2 separate regions of the Mus musculus genome follow, and region 2 is linked to region 1. Evidence: chromatin contacts called from public HiChIP or PLAC-seq data. All regions are on one chromosome and are shown on one strand. Each heading gives the region's core, a stretch centred on a gene start, on an enhancer-like site or on the middle of the called end of the contact. The rest is flanking DNA. Distances are from core to core; before and after follow the strand shown. Region 1 overlaps Abcg1 (ATP binding cassette subfamily G member 1). Region 2 holds the start of Rsph1 (radial spoke head 1 homolog (Chlamydomonas)).

The links. HiChIP or PLAC-seq counts read pairs in DNA pulled down with a chosen protein or histone mark.
Region 2: an H3K27ac HiChIP or PLAC-seq map of double positive thymocytes shows a contact between it and region 1, with 2.3 times the contacts expected there. The contact joins the promoter of Rsph1 here to the enhancer-like site in region 1. A contact is called at or near these places in 1 of 39 promoter capture datasets (pre-B cells), 3 of 115 datasets of contacts at active chromatin or transcription factors (double positive thymocytes, embryonic stem cells and trophoblast stem cells) and 1 of 9 other capture datasets (adipose tissue).

Annotation. Positions count from the first base shown.
Region 1 is chr17:31,071,017-31,075,179 of GRCm38.p6, forward strand. All of the region lies in intron 2 of Abcg1 (ATP binding cassette subfamily G member 1), which reads left to right. Among named protein-coding and RNA genes, the nearest start is that of Abcg1, 15 kb to the left of the region's middle. Within about 2 kb of position 2,460, at least 242 of the 459 cell types and tissues checked have an H3K27ac peak or open chromatin away from gene starts, as enhancers often do. A contact at or near this core is called in adipose tissue, double positive thymocytes, embryonic stem cells and 1 more, where this site is marked.
Region 2 is chr17:31,274,981-31,279,143 of GRCm38.p6, forward strand. It overlaps Rsph1 (radial spoke head 1 homolog (Chlamydomonas)), which reads right to left and starts at 2,316. Exons shown (of 9, transcript NM_025290.4): 1 at 2,222-2,316. The coding sequence starts at 2,275.

The DNA.
Region 1 (4,163 bases), core at 1,210-3,709:
GCAGTGCTCTTGGTGATAAGGGACTTCTTTGGTAGTCTAAAAATAGAATTTGAGGAACTATTGACAGGGGACGACTCTTGAGAGTGCCAAGAGCCATTTAGATTTTTAGTCTCAGCATCCAGGCCTTCCTGTCTCCCCTCCTCTGGCTGGGCATACCTTCTCCCATTAGTCCCCCCACATGACAAGCTGGCTATCTCCAACTGAGCTCTGGAGTCAGAGACATGAGTTTCCAATGCACTATGTGGTCCAGGCTGGCACATCTGGACATAGGATAGATGTCCTGATGCCACTGCCCCTGGGTTCTTGTTTTTCTGAACACTCTGTCTGGCAGTTTCTTTATCTGGCTATGTGACCTTGTCACTTTCCCAAAGTTCCCCCCGTTCTTGAGCCATCTGGCCTCTGCAGGATGGCTTTGCGGGCCTGTACTCCGCTGCCCATCGGGTGTCCTTGTCACTGTTTAATTTCCTAAGGACATTCTTGCCATGCTTGCCCCGTGTCCTGGGTGCCTGCCTGCTTGCGTTTAGCACCTCAGCAGTGGGCTTGCTTCCAGAAACCTCCACCTTCTGAGACGAAAGGCCTTTTAAACCAAAGCCCACTCTCCTGCTTCAAGGAATAACGACAGCTGACAGTTTGCTGAACATAAAACCGTTCCTTTTGTTTGTAGACTGGCAGGAAAATAGTGGTTAGTAACCGTACACCTGCTCCCATTGAGTTCTGGCAGCAACAGATTGGCTTCTTTTAAGGAAAAGAGGTAACCGCAAGGGCCAGATTAAATAGTTAAGACTACACCACATATGGTCGAGGTGATGGTCACAAGGAACATTCTTTATGAGACAAATGCTGAAAAAAAAAAGTCCCTGTTGTGCCTAGGAAATGCTACCTTCAAATCCAATATGTCTGATGCCGGCGCTTTGCTCCTGTGATAAAATGTGTAAAAGGGCTTTTCCAAGGCTGGCTGATGGGGCTGCTGGTTCCACATGACCCAACGCCATAGTTTCACTATCCTCTGAGCCAGCTGTATGTTGTTAGATACCTCTCTGTGCAGTGGGACAAATGGCATTCAGTGTGAAAAGTCAGATATGCCAGGAGGCCTATCAAGGCTGTGATTAGGTCCAGCTGAGACCTATATTTAGAATCTAGATCTCGGCGCCAACAGGAGCCTTGGGCTTGCCCTAGTCTGAACTCCCACATGTTGGGGGCCAACCATCTGCACTATCCCTTCCCACAAGTCAGTCTGTTTGATTACCACAGTCACTAGGAACCGAGACTCCCAGGACAGCACGAGTGTGCTCACACACACACAAGATCCGTTCTTAGAAAATGCCTCTGAGCTAAGAAAATCAGTGTTTGGATAAGTTTCCTGAGTTGGTCCAGCTCCTGCTTCTGGAACTCTGTGGAACAAGCGATCTTAGTCTCGAAGTGGGCCCACGAACCGCACAGAATAAGAGACTGACCAGGGACAAACAGCAATCCAGTTTATCAGGGTGAGCAGCCTTTATAGGTGACTGGGCTGCTAGAGAGATGAGGGCCCAGGTTTGCTTGGAGATTGCATGACACGGTGACACTTGTGGGTCACAGGGCAGAGGCAGGCGTACCTTCCAGAAGGTTCTCTGCTACTGGTAAGGGTAGAGTCCAGTCGAGAAGCAGCATGAATCTTCTGCTCTGTATCTGTCATGTGGCAACTGGTGGCTTGGCCTAGAAGCCCCTGGGCCAGGCATCCCAGCATGGATTGTGGGAGGTCTCAGTCTTATGCCTCTTCTCCCACTTTGGAGGGAGTCATGCTTATTTTCAATTACAAATAGCTAATGTTTGCTGTTTCCTTTCCCACATTGTCTCATTACCCCAGGGCTTCAATTCTCTGCCTCCAAATGTTTCAGGAGGCCTAGACCAGCGGGCGGGCGGTGTTAAGTTCTTGCTCAGGAGACAGACACTGTGGGTACCACACAAAGACCTTTTTGCCTACTGTCAGTGGAGGTGGGGAGGGAGGCAGGTTTGACCTCTACCTGGAGTCCAGAACTGTGTACTGCCTGCTGGGCACATTAAGACCTATGCTCATTCTCCAAGATGGAGTAACACACACACACACACACACACACACACAGAGAACACATAAATATGAATGAGAGAATAGTTCATTCCAGCCAACTGTCATCTACATGGCCTGGTATTGAAGGCTCTGGCCAAGTTACAGCCCCATAACGGGTTTTTATTAATTAGAGCATCCCTCCCCTCCTTCTGTGGTTCTGTGAGCATCCTACAGGCTGCTGGGACACACCGGCTCCATTGCTCACAAGTAACCCTGGCTGCTGGCTCGGTAGAGGCTGCCTGCAGGAGTTCTTAGGAATTCTCAGTGACTGGAAGGGGATGCAGCAAGGAGCGGCCTCCTCCAGTGTGCAGGTGCGGGCGGGGCAGGTGTGCGCCGTTGCGCAGGCGCAATGTGTACCTGTCTGTCACTGCCGCCCGCGCCGGGGTTACTATCGGTCAATGCTCGCTAGTAACCTCCAGCTGGCGGCAGCGGGGAGCTGCGCGATTGGCCGCGCGCGCCGGGCACTGTTGCTAAGAGGATGTTGCTGCTCTAGGGGGCTCAAGAGGTCCCGATGCTGCACCTTCCTATAAAGAGCAAAGCCCCGGGTCACATTCTCCGCTCCAGGTCCAAAAGGCACCCAGAATTGAGAGCTTCTCCAACAGGAAGACTCTGAAGCAGATGAAGCAGGACATATTACTGGATGAATATATTGATGCACATGGTTGTTTCCTATTTAAGCTTAATTGAGGAATGTGGCTGAGTGGGAGTAACATAGCAGATACCAGAATGCCGAAGCCTTCTCCGTGTGCTAGCTATGACCTTGAAGTTTTGATAGGACTTGTGTGTTTGTGTGTGTGTGTGCTAATCGAGTGCGGGTGGGTGGGTGGGTGGTGCTTCTATACTGCTGTTTAAAGTCAAAGAGCTCATAGCCCTAGGTCACACCCTTTTCCAAGAAACACTGCTGGTCTGTGACTCCTTGGAAATGATCTTATTTGCTTCCTGTTCAGATCTTCGGAAGACATAAGAGGCAGACCTTCTCTCTATGACCAGTTCTAGAAAAAGACCAGGCCGGGTTCCCAAACCCTGGAATTTTTCCTTTAAGACTGGGTCTGTGGATCCACTAAGCCAGCTGGAATCCGGAGGGCTTTCCTGCCCCAACTGAGTCACTTCATCCTGGGGACCGCTGAGATTGCACAATAATAGCTGAACTCCAGGAGAGCATTTTGTAGCATCTCTGGCTAAGTCTGTGAGCTCACAGATGTAAGAAAAGCTCGTTTTCTCTCATTTAGGTAACTGGAAGGCCCAGGACAGGACGGAACAGGAGGTGTCCTGTCATGCCCTCCCTGGGGACCAGGGCCTTCTTGAGACGCTGGCCTGATGACTCCTTTGAGCTTAATTTAGGCACTCTGTGAAGTGCTAAGCACTATCATACATATGGTCTGCTCAACCTTTGGGGCTCCTGCCCAATGCAAGGAGACCCCTTGGGGCTGGTAACTTCTCTGGCTTGCAGGGTTTTTTTTTTTTGTTTGTTTGTTTGTTTTGTTTTCTTTTTATTCCTGCTTGATTCTCCACCTCATTTTGTGATTGTAGAGTTAACACTTTTTTGCAAGAGAGACGATAGAAGCAAGCTAGAGATGGGTGGTGGGAAGTAACAGTGACACCTGACACTAAGAAACCTCTTCTGTTTCCTGGGGGGTTTGTGGGGGCAGTGGGCAGAAACCTCTGTCAAAAGAAGGAAGTGTGCATTTGTGATTACCACCGGTCCCTTTTGTGGAAGTGTCCTCAGCTCCATCTTGTGAGGGCCGGATGGAGATGTTGGTGCTTGGAGCCTCGAGCTACACAGGATTCTGAGTAGTCTGAGGAGCTTCCTGGAGAGACTAGTACTGGCCATCTGACTTTAATAATAGTCTGCAAGACATTGGAATTTCCCCAGGAATCTCAGCCTGGGAGAAGGAAAAAGCCAAGGAGGAACTTGTCCCCCAGGACTGGAGGTCACAGGCTCTGACAACTTGTTAGACCTCCTTGCAGAGGAGCCCAGAGCCCAGACAATAAAGGGTCTTGATGGGCAGACATTTGACTGTGACTACTTAGTTAATAGATACCCTTCCCTCTACTTAAACTTGAGCCTCATGTCAGC
Region 2 (4,163 bases), core at 1,066-3,565, 200 kb after region 1:
AACATCACTCTACATACTTTCAACATAGACAATAACATTAAATATTATTACATATTAAAATATAATGCACGGGGTTGGTACAGGCCATCACGTGGGAAACCTCATAAACAAACCCGTGAGCAGTTTAGCTCAGAAATTCCTGCCTAGAATATAAGTGTTTAACCCTACAAATTTGATCTCAGGGTTGTTCCAAACAACAGTGTGGTGGTTTGAGTGAGGACGCCCCCTATAAGCTCATGTATCTATCTCTGCATTGATTCCCCGTTTGGTGGTAGTTTGGGGAGACTGCTGAACCTTTGGGAGGTAGAGGCTTGCTGGAGGAAGCACATCACTAGGGACGGACTTCCGAGTGTTTGTAGTTTCATACCACTTCCTGTTTGTGCTCTCTGCTCGAATCTGAAGATGTCAGCTCTCAGCTACCTGTTCCTGTCGCCATGTCTGCCCCTGTGCCTGCTTCCTCACCAGGACAGACTCTCACCCCCCTGGAATCATAAGTGCAAATAAACCCTTCCTTCCATGAGCCATGGTGCTTGATCACAGCAATAGAAAGGTAGCTAATACCCACAATGCACAAAGTCACTGCTCCCATCTTGGAGGTCTCCCATTATGGCCAACGCTGAGTCACAGAAGTGGATCCCTACTGCCATCTCAGGGACCTCCCAGTATGCCTAACACTGACTGAGCTGTATGGGTGACTAACAGAGACATTCTTTAAGTTCACCTAAAGGTGGTTTGGTGTCTTGACTACAGGCTTAAACATGTTACAAATCAGTAGGAGCGGGCGGGGAACAAACCGGAAACCCCGATGGAAGACGAGACTGTGTGTAAATCAGATATGTATGAGCAGAAGCAGAGGGTAGATTAATGACCTCTGTGTCTCTCATGAGAGAGTGTGTGTGGATGGTGTATGGTGTGGTTTGTGTGTGTGTGAGGTGTGTGGTATGGTGTGTATGTGTGGTGTGTGTGTGTGGTATGGGGTATGTGTGTGTATGTGTGGTGTGTGTGTGTGTGTGGTGTGTGTGGTATGGGGTATGTGTGTGTATGTGTGGTGTGTGTGTGTGTGTGTGTGTGTGATGTGCAGTAAGGTGGGTATATCCATGACCATGTAGGTGTTTGCTCATGTGAACGTTCATGCTCATCTCTAGAAACCAGAGATTGACATGCAATGTCTTCCTCGAATCTCTCCACCTTATATTTTGAAACCGGTCTCTCACTGAAAGCTGGACACCCCCCCCCCCCCCCCCGTTCAGGTAGGCTGGCCAGCCAGCTCCAGGGATCCTCCTGTGCTAGCTCTTTACATGATAGTGGTATCTGAACTCAGGTCCATGTGGCTCAGCAAGCACTTTACTTGACAGAGCCATCTTCCCCATGGAAGGAGAACCCTAAGAAACCAGGTCTGTCAGATTGGAAAGGAGGCAGCTAAGCCAGGGCGCATGTTGCAAACTTCAGGTGCAATACCAGCCTCCAGCACGGAGACCATGAGGTCTAGATTTCACACTTGAGAGAGTCCTGTTTTTTTGCACTAGCTCCTTGGTGTTGGGAGCAAGGGACTCCAAAGCACTCCTGCATCTTCCCACTGACCAAGCTGCTCCTGCTCATGGATGAAGAAGTTAAGTAGGGAAGCCTGCAAAGAGGTCTGAGCAGGTACCAACACTGCATTACAGAGCATAGGGCTGGGCTCTTCAGTTGATGCTCAAACTCCCGTTTGCTCACACACAGCAGGCCTAGTCCCCACTTTGTCAGCCAGGGCGTGGTCATTCTCGGATTTAAGGATAAACAGCCGGCCCACAATGCACTCACCATGAGAGCACATCCTGGCTATGGGTCCTTTGCCTTCCCTCTGTTGTCTACACTAGGGAAGTGATCCCGATGACTTGGGATGGTTCAGAGACACTGATTCAAGACCTACATGGTGAAACCTTGAGAGCCCGGGCCACCTCAGCACAGTGGTGAGTTGTCAGGAGGCAACCTTCTCTATCCCTTTAACTCATACCCTCTGCCTAGAAATCTTCGCCTTTAATGGGAGGCGGGATGGGAGCGGGGAAGGAGGGTGGAAACTAGACGTCACGGCGTTTCACCTTTCAAGCGACTTCCTGGACTCAGCGCCGCCAGTGTGGCCGGCGTGGTTCTGTCCCCGGCCTTTCGGCCCTTCGGTCCCCACGCCTCCCGCTCCGGAGCTGCGACGTACTCCAGAAGTCCCTCCCTGGTCAAGAGCTCTCACCCCAAGGTCGTTCTCTCCCTCCTCCTCTAACTCCTCAGAGCCCAGGTCCGACATGATCTGGTTTCAGACAGGATCTCAGGAGCAACGTCTCTATCAAGCAGTTACCAGCCACCCCCACGCGCGTCCCGCGTCGTCATGGAGACACTGCCCGCCCCACTTGGCTCTCCGCCTGAAAGAGTGGCGGAAAACGGCTGCAAAAGAAGCGTGGGAGGAGCCAAGAGCTGGAATAGTGTCCTAGCAACTGGAAGGGCATTTCTGCCAATCGCCGCCCAGGACGAGGGGGTGGGCGGGGCCTTGGCAGACTTGGTACCCACGCAGACCTGGCCTCCTAACATGGGCAGTGTCACTGGCCTGGGGAATGTCCTTAGTAGTCTAGTTTGTGGGCTCTACAAGGAACCACCTGAAAAAGCAGACCCGCCATTAGGATGAGAGATGTATCTCAAATCTAGGCCTTGCCTTTCAATCCCTTGGGTCCCCCGTGGATGCAAGGACCCTCCCAGGCTCATCTACACTGAGATGTTTGTGGTCTCTAGATGAGTGTACTCTTGAGTCTTTTCTGTTTCCTGTCAACACGTATACACTGGAGCGATGAATTCTGACCACTCAAACTCATGCTCACTGACCCGGGTCAGGGTTTAACATCTCAAACCAATTCAGGTTACTTTTGAGCTTTCTCTCGCAAAGAACCCACATTCATTCTGCTCTGTCTTCTGGTGCCTGTGGGCTTCCTCTCAAAGGCCCAGCCTGTCATGCCACGCATACAGACCCACTCAGACCCACTTATTCACACTGACTGTCTCTTACAGATAGGTCCCTCCAGTGCCACATTCTACCCTGCAAGGCCCCTCTGGGTCCCCTCCCACCCCTATACTGTCATCCCAGGCTCAGACCTTCCTGCTAAGCTAGACTTTCTGTCCCGGTATCTGGCCTCCTACCCGTCTCACAGTTTTCCTCTGTGCAGAAACCCAAGCACACACAGGCTCCCTCTATGTCCTCAAGATCCCCCCTCCCTGCACTAGCTACATTGCAAACAAACCAAACCGCCCAATCCTCTAGTTCCTACTTCTGGCTTCTGCCTGCTCTAGCCCACCAGCTCCCTGGAATACCTGCTTGCCCACACTTGAAAGCACACCAATACACTTTTTTTTCCTCCCCAAAGATTGGCTAAAGAGCTGTCTCCCCGTGTAATAAAACGTAAAACATAACTTGGGACAGACAATTTAAAATGCTAATGTGCCTTGATGTGTATGCAGTGTTCCAATTCACACACACACACACACACACACACACACACACACACATACCAGGTGCCGATTTCCACAGCCACAGCCACAGCCACAGCCACAGCCACAGCCACACGACCACTGTAATCACTCCTGGGTGCAACCTTTAGAATCTGCTCTTCACACTTCATGTGAACTGTCCTTGTCACTGTGACAATTTTGGTTGTCAACCCAACACACTCGGGAAGAAGGGATCTCAATCGAGGAATTGTGTCCTGGTCTGTGAGAATGTCTGTGGTGGGTATTGCTCATTGGTGGAGGAGAACCCAGCCCACTGTGGGCGGCACCATCTCTAGGATGTGTAAGCAAGCCAGAGGGCATGAGCCAGTAGGTAGTGCTCCTCTTAGGTCTTCAGCCCGTAAGCCAAATAAGCCATCCCTGCCCCTGAGTTGCTTTGGTCCATGCTATTTTACCATAGCAACAGGAAGGCAAGGTAAAACTGTCACTGTGATGTATGGTAGGTAACCAAACTGTCCTCACTAGGTTTTATACATGAGCTAGTGTGCCCTCTGACCAACATCCCTGTAAGTTTGACCTGTTACATCCCACAGCAGCTGGGGTTTAAATGTCTCCTACAGAATGCCAGGTGCTGTTGGTAGATGCCAGCGGCTTTTCCACCACTGAGCAAATCACACAAGGCCACAGCTTAGCTAATGGTT